2 separate regions of the Ovis aries genome follow, and region 1 is linked to region 2. Evidence: chromatin contacts called from public Hi-C data. All regions are on one chromosome and are shown on one strand. Each heading gives the region's core, a stretch centred on a gene start, on an enhancer-like site or on the middle of the called end of the contact. The rest is flanking DNA. Distances are from core to core; before and after follow the strand shown.

What was found. A called contact is a pair of places that touch in the nucleus more often than the background predicts.
Region 1: a contact with region 2 is called in a Hi-C map of hypothalamus, with 2.6 times the contacts expected there. The contact joins the enhancer-like site here to the promoter of CEBPB in region 2. A contact is called at or near these places in 3 of 16 Hi-C or Micro-C datasets (blood and hypothalamus).

What each region holds. Positions count from the first base shown.
Region 1 is chr13:78,371,992-78,379,264 of ARS-UI_Ramb_v3.0, forward strand. No RefSeq gene overlaps it. Among named protein-coding and RNA genes, the nearest start is that of CEBPB, 150 kb to the left of the region's middle. Within about 2 kb of position 4,885, at least 12 of the 54 cell types and tissues checked have an H3K27ac peak or open chromatin away from gene starts, as enhancers often do. A contact at or near this core is called in hypothalamus, where this site is marked.
Region 2 is chr13:78,223,666-78,231,529 of ARS-UI_Ramb_v3.0, forward strand. It overlaps CEBPB (CCAAT enhancer binding protein beta), which reads left to right and starts at 3,317. Exons shown (of 1, transcript XM_004014883.5): 1 at 3,317-5,228. The coding sequence starts at 3,536. The coding sequence ends at 4,588.

The DNA of each region.
Region 1 (7,273 bases), core at 3,635-6,134, 150 kb after region 2:
GTGAAACTGAAGGGCTGACCATTTCTCTTCTTTTTACAAGAAAAAGAAAGTGATTGTCCTCGAAACAAGCCTGACTTTGGAGGCTGGGGACTTGCCCTGGCCACTCTGCACGGCAGGGGCAGAGCAGCAGCGGCCCCAGGCGCTCCAGGTTCTCAGCTGGCGCCCTGCCACGTGCGCTGGGTCCTTCGAATGGCCCCTCTGGTCTGTTATTGGAAAGCCGGTCTGTACCGGGGAGGGGATGGTCTGAAAGGTTAGGAGCTCATCCAGGCAGTTGGAGGATGGTGGGGGTGAGGGAGAGGGCCTGATGAGGAGGTGTGGCGCTGGGCAGAGGAAGGAGCTGTAAACAGCAGCTCCAAGTCCCTTCTCTGCCCCGATCTGGCCTCCTGACTTGCACCAGAACCAGATGCGCAGGAGCATGCTCAGTTGTGTCTGACGCTTTGCAACCCCATGGACTGCACCCCGCCAGGCTCCTGTGTCCATGGGATTCTCCAGACAAGAAGACTGGAGTGGGTTGCCATGCCCTCCTCCAGGGGATCTTCCCGACCCAGGGATTGAACCCATGTCTCCTGCATTGCAGGCAGGTTCTTTACCACTGTGCCACCTTAGAAGGTTCCCCCAAACCAGGAACTGTCAGGAAATGGAAAGATGGAGAGTCACAGGAATGCTGGTTCAAATTCCACCAGGGATGTTCACTGGCTGTGTGACCTTGGGCCAGTGATTTCACCTCTCTGAACCTCAGTTTCCTCATCTCTAACATGGGGCGAATAATAGGAAGTCGGGTCATGACCCTCCTCTGCTCGGAATCCTCATGTGGCTCCCACCTCACTTGGCAGAAAAGCCAGTCTTCCTGTGGTTCCCAGGGCTTGCATAACTGCCCCTCTGCTCCCCCTCAAGCTCATCTTCTTCTATTTTCTCTCCTTCCCTCCCCTCCAGCCACACTGGGCAACTTGTGTTCTGCCAGCAGGCTAAATACACTCCTGCCCCAGGGCCTTTATACTCACTGCTTCCTCTGCCTGCAAGATCCTTCCTCCAGATACCCCTCCTTACCCTATTGGGGTCTCTACTGAAATGCCCTCAGGAGGCAGCTCTGACCTTTTAAGTTGCTCCCCATTACTCTTTAACCCTTCAAAAGTGTTAGTTGCTCAGTCATGTTCAACTCTTCGGGACCCTGTGGACCAGCAAGCTCCTCTGTCCGTGGAATTCTCCAGCAAGAGTACTGGAGTGGGGTGCCATTTCCTTCTTCAGGGGATTTTCCCGACCCAGGGATTGAAGCCGGGTCTCCTGTATTATAGGCAGATTCATTACCCCTTTGCCCTGTGTTAATGTCCCTCCAACTGCTTGACATGATTTGGGGACTTTATTAATCCCTGTCCTCCAGACTATATGCTCCAAGGGGACAGAGCTCAATTCTGTGTTATTCTGTTTTAAACCCTGAGGGCCTGGCTCACAGCAGTTGCTCACCAAATGTTTGTTGACTGCACCCAGGCAGGGTTATGTGGTGAGGCTGAAGGCTGAGTGTAGAGACGGTTCTGACCAGCAGAGTCCTTGCTCACTAAAGCGTTACTTCCTTTTCTCCCTTCCCAGCACCAATCACGTGCTACATGCTTGACTTCCCATCACAAAAGGATGCCTGTTGCAGATACAGAACCCACACTGGAGAGGCCAGGCCCACTGCCTGGTGGGGGGACTCTGAGGTGTGGTCCAGGGGCTGCAGCCTCCTGGACGGTGGTGACAGGGTCTGCTGTGACCTGGGCCTGGCTGAGGGAAATGGCTGGGGGGCTCTTTAGACCCCCAAAAGGGCTGTGGGCACAGGAGAGGCTGGCTGTGGCTTCAAGGGACATCGAACCCTGGGCCTGGGGTTCATGCCCTTGCCCTGTAGCCCCCTAGTTCCCATCAAGGGGGCCCAGGGTTTCCAGAGAGGGGCTTTCTCAATTTTCCGTTTCTGGAAAGTTCTGTCCCAGGAAGGGCAGATGTCAGAGGAGCTGTTGGATATGGCTGGAGCCTCAGAGACTCGGAGCCTCCGGGTGTCTTCTCTCCCTGGCATCCAGCCAGTTCCCGAAGCAGAGGGACTTTCCAGAGAAGTCCACCTCCTACCCCTCCTGTGCCTGCCCACGAGACTACAGGCCAAACTCTCAGTGAGGCCCCGCCCCCGCCTTTGTTTCCCTGTTTTTATTTCTTAGAGAGGCCGAGGAATCTGGGGTGAACAGCCCCAACACTAGGCCCACCGTGTGGAAATTTCAGAGCCACAGACTGGCTTGGCACAGGCCCCAGGATGTGACCCCCCCCCCCCGCCAACCTGGACCTCCACCCTGGGCTCTGGGTTGAACTGGGCCTGTAGCCAGCCTAGGGTGGGCTGAGCAATTGCCTGTGAACCCCGTCTTCTGCTGGCAGTTTCACTTCTGCTCGTCAGAGCTGCCTTGCCCTATGAGGACCCCTTCCACACTACTACAGCAAAGCGGATGCAAGTGAGACACGAGCAAGAACTGTCTTCTGACCCTTCAGGGTACCCAGAGGTGGCCAGACCCCCAAACCCCTCAGGGCAAACCTTGCTGCCACCCACAGGCCCTATCCAGCCCAGGAATATGTTTGGTTTGGCCCTTGATGTAATTTAAAAAAATGTGAATCAGTTACCAACATTCAAGATACCAGGAAAGTTGATGTAAAATCCATTTTTCTGACTTCTCTTAAGAAACAGGAATCTCAGGCTGTGCGGGGTCCGCTTTCCTGCAGGGCGTGGAGAAGCTGGAGGGGGTCATGGTTCCCCTTTCAGAGCAGCACAGAGCAGATATTTTCTTCTTCCTCCCAGTCCCTGCTCAGCCCACTTTTCTCATACACATTGCCTACCAGGGTCTTGAAGTATGAGTAGGAGTTCACCAGACAAAGGTGTGGAAAAGCATTCTGAGAAAAAGAAGAGCATGTCTTTGCGATATATCTCTTTAAGATTCACCCAATAAGAATGTATTGAATACTTACTGTACACTCTGGGGCATAGAGCAGGAAACTGACTAGATAAGGATCCCTGCCCACTTTGAGCTCATTACTGCAGACAGCAGCTCTCAGCTGGGTACTATTATGTCACCCAGGGACGCTTGGCAATGTTTGAGGCCTTTGTGGTGTCATAACAAATGTGGGTGGGGGGAGGGGATGCTACTGCCATCAGCGGAGAGAGGCCAGGGGTGCTGCTGAACCAATCATGGCACGCCCAGGACACCGCTTCACAGCAAAGAATGATTTGACCTCAAATGTTCAGAGTGCCAAGACTGAGAAACCCTGGTTTAGCGGGAAATAGTAAACTAAACGAGCCAAGGAACACATCACCTGAAGTCAGGTGGTGCTGAAAGTTTTCTGATGAAACTGATCAGATTGCGGCAGTGGGGATCAGGAGGTGGGTATACGGCTGCCTAGGGGAGGATCTGTTTGCACAGAGACCTAAGGATGAGAAGGAGCAGGTCATGAAAAGATCGGGGTGCCCCCAGCAGGGTGACCCCAGATGGTAGTTGCTCCCTGAGCGACAGCTCCTCCCCTTTCCGCGCTGCTTGTCACCTTAGCCTCACTTCTGGGGCTGGGGTCAGTGGTCCGGTTGCCACTTTACCAACAAAGGACCCTGGCTGGATGTCACAAGCCTCTAAGAGGCTGGCCCAGGCCACCCGACCACTCTGAGCTGCTGTCCTTGGAGTGCCTGGAGGGCATGATGGGCACTGAATTGCCTTCTTTCGTTCATTCATTGAGTCAGTTCAGTCACTCAGTCGTGTCTGACTCTTTGTGACTCCATGAACTGTAGCACGCCAGGCTTCCCTGTCCTTCACCAACTCCTGGAGCTTACTCAAACTCATGTTCATTGAGTCTGTGATGCCATCCAACCATCTCGTCCTCTGTTGTCCCTTTCTCCTCCTGCCCTGAATCTTTCCCAGCATCAGGGTCTTTTCAAATGAGTCAGTTCTTCGCACCAGGTGGCCTAAGTATTGGAGTTTCAGCTTCAGCATCAGTCCTTCCAATGAACACTTAGGACTGATTTCCTTTAGGATGGACTGGTTCGATCTCCTTGCTGTCCAAGAGACTCTTAAGAGTCTTCTCTGACACCACAGTTTTCATTCAGGCAGTCAGTAAACATCTACGAGGCCCATGTGGCCCAGCAAGCTCAGGAGCACATAGTAGGTCCACAGGAAATAGTGTCAAACAAATGAAAGGAAGGTACCAATGAATAAAGGAGCCCTCGTCCATGTAAGATAATGGATCGTGGCCAGCACTGATTGGGTGCCTGCTGTGTGCCAGACCCACCCCCAGCTGGAGTGGACACCAGCTCGGTGGAAGGGACCGTGATCATCCCCACTCCGTGGTGAGAAGGCTGAGGTCTGGAGGGGACGCTGATCGCTCAAGGCCTTGTAGCCAGGAAGCCGCAGGGCTGGTCCTGGAGCCCAGGCCTCCCGGTTCCTAGGCTGCACCCCCTGCCTTGGCATTCTGTATGCTCTGCCTCCATTTGCTATCCTCCCAACCCTATGAGGCAGCTGGTGGCATTATCCCACCTTATGGATGAGGCACGGGAGCTCAGTGAGGCGGAGTGACTCACCTGGGGTCACACAGCATGGGTGTTCAATCTACGTTCCACACTTTGGGCCACCAAGCCCTGCCCCTGGTAACCCTGACTCCCCCCTGAGGAGGGTTAATGAGACCCACAGGGGAGGTGGGCCGGAGGGTTAGGCCCCTTGGGGTCTGTAGGACCGGGCTGGAGGCTCTGGAGGAGGTGGGGTCCGGGGTGGGCGGATGGGAGCAGGTGGGCCTGGGGAGCCGCCAGCCTTCCGCCCCCACACTCGGGCGCAGCCGCTGGGAGGGCTGTGGAGAGTCTGCCCGTCGTGTGCGGCAGCCTGACAATGGCTCCTTGTGTCTGCGCGGCGGGAGGGGAGGGGCACCATTGTTCTCGGGGACACCTTGCTGCCAGGGCTGGCTGTGGGCAGTCCCCGGCCCAGGACACTTGGCACAGGGCTGTTCCGGGCACCTGAGGGAGATGTGTGCCCGCACCTGTGTGTGTGTGTGTGTGCTGGTGGAGCGTGAGTGTGTGCACAGAGGGGCACGTGTGCCTGACACCGTCGCTGAGTGCGCACAGGCATGCCTTGCACGCTGAGGCGCTGTGTCTGAGCAGGCTTGCGGCTCCCTGTGTCTGCCGCGGCCCAGCGTGCCTTCCTGGGTGTGTCTGCAGCAGGGTGAGCATCCGCCTCTGGCTGCGTCCCTGGCGCCGTCTATCTGGTGTGTGTCGAGAGAGGCTGCCTCCTCTGTCAGCGTCTCCGTCTCCATCTGGGTGTCTTTGCATCTCGATGCCAAGGGGACAGCAGAGCTCTGGCTTTCAGGTGAGGGCCGAGTCCTGTTTGTTGCCCATCTGTGCGGAATGGGGTTCCAGGCAAAGGGGGTGCAGGCGAAGAGCCGGAGGCAGGCCTGCACCAGGGCATGGGCAGAAGCAGCTGGCGGCCAGGGCGCCGCAGCAGGGAGAGCGAGCAGAGAGCACCCCAGCAGGGAGAGCAGCTGGAACTTTGTTCCTAGTGCAGTGGAGCCATCAGGGTGTTCGTGCTGGGGAGTGACGAGGTCTATTATGGAGGTGCCCCTGGTAGAGGATAGATTGCAGGGCAAGTATGAAAGCTGCTGGGGGTCACCCTGGGGTGCCCCCACTCTAGGCAAGAACTGCAGCTCCAGTGGAACTGAAGAATTTATTTACAGGGCAGCAGTGGAGAAACAGACATCGAGAATAGACTTATGGACATGGGGAGAGGGGAGGAGAGGGCGAGATGCACGGAAAGAGGAACATGGAAACTCACATCACCATATGTAAAATAAACAGCCAATGGGAATTTGCTGTAGGTCTCAGGAAACTCAAACGAGGACTCTGGATCAACCTAGAGGGGCAGGATGGGGAGGAAGATGGGAGGGAGGTTCGAAAGGGAGGGGATATATGTATACCTATGGCTGATTCATGCTGAGGTTTGACAGAAAACAGCAAAATTCTGTAAAGCAATTATCCTTCAATAAAACATAAATTAATTAAAAAAAAAAAAAAAGGAATTGCAGCTCCCCGTTTTGCAGAAGTGCAAAGTGAGGCCCAGGCAGGAGAAATACCTTCCAAGGCTGCACATCTGGGAGCTGGTCTTGGCGGCCTTTCCTCCCTGAGCCCCTTCCTGTCCCATGGCTATGCGGGTGCCTGTGCTAAAGGCAGGGGACTAGGCTCCTCATCATCTCAGGAGCCAGGACTCTGGAGCCACCGGGCTTGGGTTCAAATCCTATCTCTGACGCTTAAGAGCTGTGTGACCTTGGGCAAGTCGCACAGCCTCTCTGGGCCCCAGTTTCCTCATCTGCAAAATGCGGGTGATGACAGCACTCACCTGTAAAGTGTGATGCCACTGATGACCCTCCCCATTACAGGATCCCTCTCTACTTAGTTTTTCTCCAAGCTACTTATCACCTTCTAATACACATGAAAATGTGTTAGCCACTCAGTTACATTCGACTCTTTGCAACCCCACGGACTGTGACCCGCCAGGCTCCTTGACTCCATGGGATTCTCCAGGCAAGAATACTGGAGTGGGTTGCCATTTCCTTCTCCAGGGGATCTCCCCGACCCAGGGAGCAAACCCAGGTCTCCTGCAGTGCAGACAGTTCATCACCATCTGAGCCACCAGGGAAGCTGCACACAGGACATGTTATATTAATTTGTCACGGCACTAGAGTGTCATTTCCAGGAAAGCAGGAGGTTTGGGTGTTTGGGTCATTACTAATAACCAGAACACTGTTGGTGCTCAGTGAACTTTTGTCAAATGAATGAAGCCAGGTAATTGGTATGAGATACTGGACTAGGGCCTGGCACATGGGTGGAACATGAGTGTAGCTGTAATTATTAACTTGGGAATGGGCTTGGACATGGGTATTTGGAAGCACAGAAACCCAGGCAGCATACCTAGGAATTAGGGTCCCAGTCTCTTTTCTGCCATTTGTCCTGCACATCTGATCTGCTGAACCCAGTAGTTCCTGTCTATTTTTTTTTTTTTTTGGCCACACCACACAGCTTGTGGGATCCCAGTTCCCCGACCAAGGATCAAACTTGTGCCCTCTGCAGTGGAAGTATGGCGTCTCAACCGCTGGACCACCAAGCAAGTTGGATTTTTTCTGTCTTTAGTACCCATGGCTCGCAGTGGGTTGGCTCCTGCGGGTACTGGGCGCTGGTGAACATCCCCGAGTACTGGAGCCCCACCACCCCACTTCCCAGGGCCCCTCTCCCCCTCTGGGTAACACT
Region 2 (7,864 bases), core at 2,067-4,566:
CCCCAGTCGCCCACTGGCTCCTGCCCACCATTCGCAGCCACACGGGCCCAGCCCTCAGCTTCCGGTTTTAAAAGTGAAGCTAGAATTTCGAATTTTGATGTGACATGTCTTGATTTTGTGAAATGTTGGCAACACAGTCATTAAAAAACGAGACAGAAAAAAATCTGAAGCGAATCACTGGGGCGGGGGTCAAACCGACCGCGTCTCTAGGTTGGATCTGGGCGCCGGCTGCCGCCTTGAGACCCTTCCGCGCCCTGGGTTCCTAGGGACACCTACGCCACCGGTACCTGGGAGAGGTCGCCGCGGGAGGTGACAGGTGGGCCCCGCTTTCTGAGCCCTCGCCGCCTGCAGGGCCGCTGGGGCGTGCTCCGGCGCTCTGGACCATAGTGGTTCGGTCACATCACCCCCCTCCTCGGGGAAAGGCTGAGCGCTAGTGGCAGGGCAGCAGGCAGGGCCTGTTGAGCAACCAGCCTTGTGAAAACAAGGGCTTACGTCACCCGGGCAGGCAGCCTCCCTGCAGGACACCTGCGGAGGCGCTGGGGTGGGAATCGCCACTGACTCCAGCGTCGGGGGTGGCAGGGTGGGAAGCCAGGGGCTCAGTGTTTGGTAGGTGACGGCAAGACCCCGATGGGACTGAATCTGTCCTTGGGGGCTGGTCCTGAGGGCCTGGGTGGCCCCTTGGCTCATTGTGTAACCCCCAGCTGCCCTTTTCTGAGCCTCAGTTTTTCCACTCGAAAAATGGGGCTCACATCAGACCCATTATGATTTATTACAAACCCAAAAGGGAAGGCTGGGCTGGGAAGACATTAATCTTTCCCATCCCCAGGGATGTGACCTTGAACAGACACCCTGAGCTCTGCGTGGCCTCAGTTTCCTCATCTGTAAAGTGGGGATGATAATAGGACCTGCTTCTTACCAATGATTAGGAGGATGAAATGAGTTCAGTTCAGTTCAGTTCAGTCGCTCAGTTGTGTCGGACTAGTAGATGCAAAGGGCTTAAAATACGGTTCAGGGAGGGTGAAAGACTGACTGGAGATCACACACGAATCCTTCGATTAGCTGCAGACTCCCCACATCTCACTGCATCTCCCCAGAACCCCGAGAGGCCGGGGCGGGTGCTGAGTCTCAGAGAGGTCACACAGTCCAGTTAATGGGGTGTGGGGGGAACCTCACCATCTCCTCCATCTTCATTTATTGAGCCCTTCCTGTGCCAGGCACTATTCCAGGCACTGGGGGAACAGCAGTGAGCAAAACAGAGCAATCCCTCCCGGAAGTCAGGGAGGGCTTTCAGAGGAGGCCACCTGTGGGCTGAGCCCTGCAGAGCTAGCTGCCTTGGGCAGGGCTGGGGAAAGCCTGTTCTTGGTCCAGAGGTGCAAATGCATCCTGTTCCCCAGTACATTTTGAGCATGCTTGACCCACGATTTCCCATATTTGAGAGCGGGTAGTCTGGAGGGGGACTGAGGCAGACAAGACGAGGATCTTGGTGGCTGGAGATAAGGGCTAGGAAGGAAGTTTGCCAGCAGGTGGGGCTGGGAGGGCCTCTGGGGGCAGTGGCGCTTCAGCTCAGCCCTGAGTGTCCCATTTTGCAGCTTGGGAGTCCTGGCTGCGTGGCCCCAGGGCCTTAGGTCCCTCCCTGGCCCAGAGGCTGCTGGGAAGGCCCAGAAAGCCAGCAGGCTGGGCCAGTGTTTCACTCTGTCCCTCCCTGCCCCCCACCCCCAAGGGCACTCAGAGATGTCATTTCTCCAGCTCTCCGGAGCGGAGGTCACCCCAGCTCAGCAGATAACGCTGAAGGTTGAGCAATGCCCGCCTGCCCGCCAGGGCCAGGGCTGGGGTCAGTGGGTCGGGGGTCAGCACCAGGCAGGCTGGGAGCTCCTGCCTGGGGTGCCGGGGTCTGGGAGTGGCAGAAGGGTAGGCCCAAGGGGCTGCCGAAATGGCCTTGGAATGGTGCAGGAGAGGGCCAGGGCGGCTGGCACCCACTCAGCAGGGAGGGCCTGGGGCCGGCGTTCCCATCCTGGTGGGCCATCTCGTCTCCCTCTCTGTGAACCAAGGGCCGCGAGGGCATCCTCCTGGCAGGGTGAAAAAGCAAGCTCTGGGTCCAGACCCCTCTCACCACACAGCAGGGGCCTGCTAAAAGAGGAGAACTCCTTCCTCCCTTCTGCATGGCCCCCTGGGTCCTGCCTGGACCCCCACCCACCAGCCTCAGATACAGGTGCTTTGGGAGGGGGATGACGAACAGCTCTGAGGGTGCCTGGATAAGGGCTTTTCTTTTGAGAACAGTGGGGAACATGAAGCTGTGTGATCTTGGGTGTGCTGTGGGCCTCTGGGCCTCTTTGTACTGGGAAGAGGCCCTTCTTTCTGATGTGTGTCCCAGAGCGGTGAGCGTTTGGGAGTCTGCGTTGGAGACAGTTAATACAACTAATAAAGATAACAGTAAGGACACCCTCGCAGACTTAAACTTGGAGAAGCCAAGTGACTAGTCCAAGGTCACACAGCGTGTGGTCGGGGGGCACCCCACCCCCGTTCCACCCTCCGGGGAGGGGGCCCCAGGTCAGGGCGGGGTGGGGCTGGAGAAGACCCAGGTGTGGTCCGAGGGGGAGGGAGCAGGCAGGTGCGGGGGGCGGGGCCGGGGGAGGGGCGCTCGCCCCCTTGTTTGCACCTCCCCAAGCCCCCAACCCCAGGTCTTCCTATTTCAGAAGGGGAGTCACCGCAGGTGTGAGTCCCTCCTGTCCAGATCTGGGGAGGGGTGCCAGTTTAGCGGCGAGGCCGCACTCGGGGGAGGGCTGTGGAGGCGGCTCACCCCTCCGGGAGTCCGAGCTGGAGGGGGTTGGGGTCTCCAGCATCCCTGGCTGGGGGGAGAGGGGCGCGCCCCCTCCCTGGAGAGCCAGGTCCGGCGGCCGCGGCTCCCGAAGGCCAGCGCCTCCTCCAGCAGGGGGCGGGCGGCGGCCGCGTTCAGGGTGGGAGCAGACGGCCGCCCGGCCCCCTCCCCGGGTTCCCCCTCCCTTCTCGTCCGCCGGCCGGCCCAGAGGGGGCGGTCCGGGGGCGGGCTCGCGCCTCTCCGCGCTCGCCATCTCGGGGCCGCCGGGTGGGAGTGGACAGGGCGGGGGCCCGAGGCCGCCCCCCACCCCGGCCCCGCAGGCCGGGGGACCCCCGGGGGCGCGCTCCGGGTCTCCAGGCCGGCCCGCCGGCGCCCGGCCGGGGGTCCCGGGCGGCCGCGGCGTGTCCTCTGCGTGCCCGGGGAGGGAGGGGCCGCCGCCGGGCGTGACGCAGCCGTTGCTATGGCCCGCCTTTATAAATAAACGGGCTCGGGAGAAACTTTAGCGAGTCAGAGCCGCGCACGGGACCGGGAAGGGGACCCACCCGAGGGTCCGGCCGGCAGCCCCCCGCACTGATAGCGGCCACCCCGGAGCAGCGGCGGCGGCAGCAGCAGCAGCAGCGGCGGCGACACAGCAGCGACTGTTCGGAGCCGGGAGGCCGCGCCACCTGCGGGCCGGCCGGCGCGGGCAGCCCCAGGCCCCCTCCCCGGGCACCCGCGTTCATGCAACGCCTGGTGGCCTGGGACCCAGCATGTCTCCCCCTGCCGCCGCCGCCGCCCGCCTTTAAATCCATGGAAGTGGCCAACTTCTACTACGAGGCGGACTGCTTGGCTGCTGCGTACGGCGGCAAGGCGGCCCCCGCGGCGCCCCCGGCGGCCAGACCCGGGCCGCGCCCCCCCGCCGGCGAGCTGGGTAGCATCGGAGAGCACGAGCGCGCCATCGACTTCAGCCCCTACCTGGAGCCGCTGGGCGCGCCGCAGGCCCCGGCACCCACCACGGCCACGGACACCTTCGAGGCGGCTCCGCCCGCGCCCGCCCCCGCGCCCGCCTCCTCCGGGCAGCACCACGACTTCCTCTCCGACCTCTTCTCCGACGACTACGGGGGCAAGAACTGCAAGAAGGCGGCCGAGTACGGCTACGTGAGCCTGGGCCGCCTGGGGGCCGCCAAGGGCGCGCTGCACCCGGGCTGCTTCGCACCCCTGCACCCGCCACCGCCGCCGCCGCCGCCGCCGCCGCCGGCGGAGCTCAAGGCGGAGCCGGGCTTCGAGCCCGCGGACTGCAAGCGGAAGGAGGAGGCCGGAGCTCCGGGCGGCGGCGCCGCGGGCATGGCGGCCGGCTTCCCGTACGCGCTGCGCGCCTACCTCGGCTACCAGGCGGTGCCGAGCGGCAGCAGCGGGAGCCTGTCCACGTCCTCGTCGTCCAGCCCGCCCGGCACGCCGAGCCCCGCCGACGCCAAGGCACCCCCGGCCGCCGCCGCCTGCTACGCGGGGGCGGCGCCGGCGCCCTCGCAGGTCAAGAGCAAGGCCAAGAAGACGGTGGACAAGCACAGCGACGAGTACAAGATCCGGCGGGAGCGCAACAACATCGCGGTGCGCAAAAGCCGCGACAAGGCCAAGATGCGCAACCTGGAGACGCAGCACAAGGTCCTGGAGCTCACGGCCGAGAACGAGCGGCTCCAGAAGAAGGTGGAGCAGCTGTCGCGCGAGCTCAGCACCCTGCGGAACTTGTTCAAGCAGCTGCCCGAGCCCCTGCTCGCCTCCTCCGGCCACTGCTAGCGCGGCCCCCGTGCGCGTCCCCCGCGGCCGGCCGGCCGGCCCCCGCGCTGCCGGGCGCGCCGCGGCCGCCGAGACTCCGGGGAGCGCCCGCGCGCCCGCCCGCGCCCCTGGCGGCGCCGGCAGAACTTTGGCACTGGGGCACTGGGCAGCGCGGGGAGCGCGTCGGTAATTTTAATATTTTATTATATATATCTATCTATATTTTTGTCCACACCAGCCGCACGTGCAGACGGGGCGCCCGCCCGTGGTGTTATTTAAAGAAGAGATGTCTATGTGTACAGATGAATGATAAACTCTTGCCTCTCATTCTGCCCACCCCCCCTCTCTGGGCGCCGGCGGGCGGGCCGGTTTCGAAGTTGATGCAATCGGTTTAAACATGGCTGAACGCGTGTGTACACGGGACTGACGCAACCCACGTGTAACTGTCAGCCGGGCCCTGAGTAATCGCTTAAAGATGTTCCTACGGGGTTGTTGCTGTTGATGTTGTTTTTTGTTTTTGTTGGTGTTTTTTTTTTTTTGGCCTTTTTTTTTTGTATTATAAAAAAAAATCTATTTCTATGAAAAAAGAGGCATCTGTATATTTGGGAATCTTTTCCGTTTCGAGCATTAAGAACACTTTTAATAAACTTTTTTTTTTTTTTGAGAATGTTTAAAAAGCCTTTTGGGGGCAGTAGTTGGCTTTGATTTTTTTTTCTTCCCCTTTATTTTGGATTTATATTTGCCTTTCTGGTGTGTGGGGGGTTGTTGTTGTGTGTGTGTGTGTGAGTGAGAGCTGCTGTTATTTTTGGCATTTTAGGTGGTTGGGTGGGGGTGTTGCAGCTGCTTATTCTCCTCTGCTACTCCCCCCCTCAACCCCACCCCCAGGGCCTGTGCTTGGAGATGGGGGTATCAGGCCTGGCGCGGGGGAGGGGCAGAGGAGTGCTGGGTCAGGCTTTGAGGGTGACTCAGTGCGGCTGAGTGCTGGGGAGGAGTGACTAGGAGCCCTGCTTGGGGAGGGCCTGCAGGGCCTCTGGCTGGTCCTGAGTCCGGGGCTTGGGTTTGGAGGGGCTTTGCGGGTTCTGATCTCTGCACAGCGCGTGGGGACCCAGCCCATGGGACTGTGACTCTGAAAAAGAAGGGGTACAGGTCTTGGTCCTACTGAGCCCAAATCGGAGCAGACTGTTTTGAAAAGTGAAGCAGGGCATGGTGTTTAGAAAATAGTGTGTGTGTGTATGTGTATTTTTAAGAGAGTAGCCTGGGTGTGTGGGTGAGCTTGTGTTTGTGTGTTCTGGCCAGAGGGAGGGGAGAATCCAGAATCTGGGCTCGGTTGGGGAGGCGGGGGAAGGGTTCCTATACGTTCACTCCTTTCCTAGTACCACTTGTCCTGCTTGTACCTACTGTGGACACTGAGGCCCAGGCTCACCTGCTCAAGGACGCTGAGCCCAGGTGTGAACCCGGGCCTGCCATCCCTGACTCCCTGTGACAGAAGTGGCCCCGGGCAAGGCTGCGTGTTCCCCGTCCCCTGCTACACTCCTGCCTGCCCCTTTGCATGGCTCCTCCACCCCCGTTCCAGCCCTGGACGGCATTCCTGAGAGTTGAGGATGTAGACGGAGGGGTTTGTGGATACCCGTACAGCGTCCCACGGTGCCTGGCACGCAGGAGGTGTTATATAAGCGTTTGCTCTTGTTATTATTTTTCGCTGGGAGGCTCCTGGCATTTGGCACTTGAATCTCCAGCGCAGCGCGAGTGTGGCCAGCGCTCGCCAGGGGCCAGTGTCCAGTAAGCCCTGGACCTGCCCATCTCATCTAAATCTCAACCACCTTCAAAGAGGCTGCTGCCATTACGTGGCCTGCTTGGAGAGCTGTGAATCTGCTTTTGGCTGTCGCACCCTTAAGAGTGAGAACTATGTTTGTAGGGGGAGCCCTGCTTTAGGAATTCAGGGATGGAGGGAGGGTGGAATAGGGGGCTTCGTAGATGCGTTTGCTGAGGACCTGGGATGGCCTGGGATCTTGGGAGCGGTTGCTGATACTGTGGTTTGAGAAGGGGCAGTGTGCTTCCTCTCCCTTGCCCTTTGGGTGCCTGGATGTTCCCCGCCCCCCTCTGACCCCCGCCCCGTGGAAGCCTGTGGGAAACAGACACTCAGCCCCCACCGTTACGGAGCTGAGGACCAAGGCAAATGCCACCTCCCTAACCCCATTTGTGGCCTGGGCCCTGGGCACACATAACCTGGGCCCTGGGTGGTCGGAAGACTGATGGGAAGCTGCAATGTCAAAGTCCGTTCAGTACCAGCACCAGCGCATCAGCTCAAGTGCCTCTGGGATTTACCTGCTGAGGGGCAGAGTGGGTGGGGGGCTGACCTCGGGAGTGAGGTAGCTCAGTCTTTGGGTCAGGGGGTGGGGGGAGGGAGTCGCCATTTAGGAGGGAACCTCCCCAGTCCCTGCTCCTTCAGTCGTGAAGAGTTGGCTGGTGACTGCCGCTTCTCACCCACTTTTTGTCACCAGAGGATGCAAAGGAGGTGAGAGGCGAGAAGTCTGGGCAGAGAGTGGCCCTAAGCTCCTGTTTCCTGAGCGCTGCTGCACAGTGAGTGTGGAGCGTCACTGTTCACACGCTCAGACCCTCCTGTAATCGACATAGGCACCCAGGGAAGGGGCTACACCGGTTTGACAAAAGTAAACTGAGGCCCACGATAGCGGGGTTACTGCTCAGGAAGAACAAGGGTGGAGCCAGTTAGCCAAGTTCGGCTCTGAAGTCTCTGGGGAAAGCTTGGTGCTGAAAGCCTGATTGGTAACCCCAGCCCTCACCCACGTCCTGGGCCCTGCCTGGAGGAATCCTTGCCCCCCAGCTCAGGCACCTCGGAGTTAAGTGACATGCTTATGGTTTCACAGTTTGGAAGCAGCATTAAAGGAATTTAAGCCTGAGCCCATCTGATGGCCCCTGAAGAGGGCTTGGAGAAATAGTTAACAGGTTGAGGGCTCTGATGGTGCTCCAGGCGGCATGTGGAGGCACTGTGGACAGAGCTGTGCCCAGAGGACTTGGGGAGATGTCATAAATGGCGGGACACCCACTGTAGGCATATGCATCGGCAGGCTGCAGGCTCGCAGGGAAGAGGGAGGGTCTGTTCAAAAGCTGGGAAACGAGAGAGAGAGAGAGAGAGAGAGAGAGAGAGAGAGAGAGAGAGAGAGAGAGAACAGGATGGGGTGAAGCAGGAGGAGGCCAGGGGTGTGCCTCAAAGAGCGGGAATCACGGTGGATGCACACTCAGCACTTACAGTGAGCAAGACCTTCGCACAGATGGATT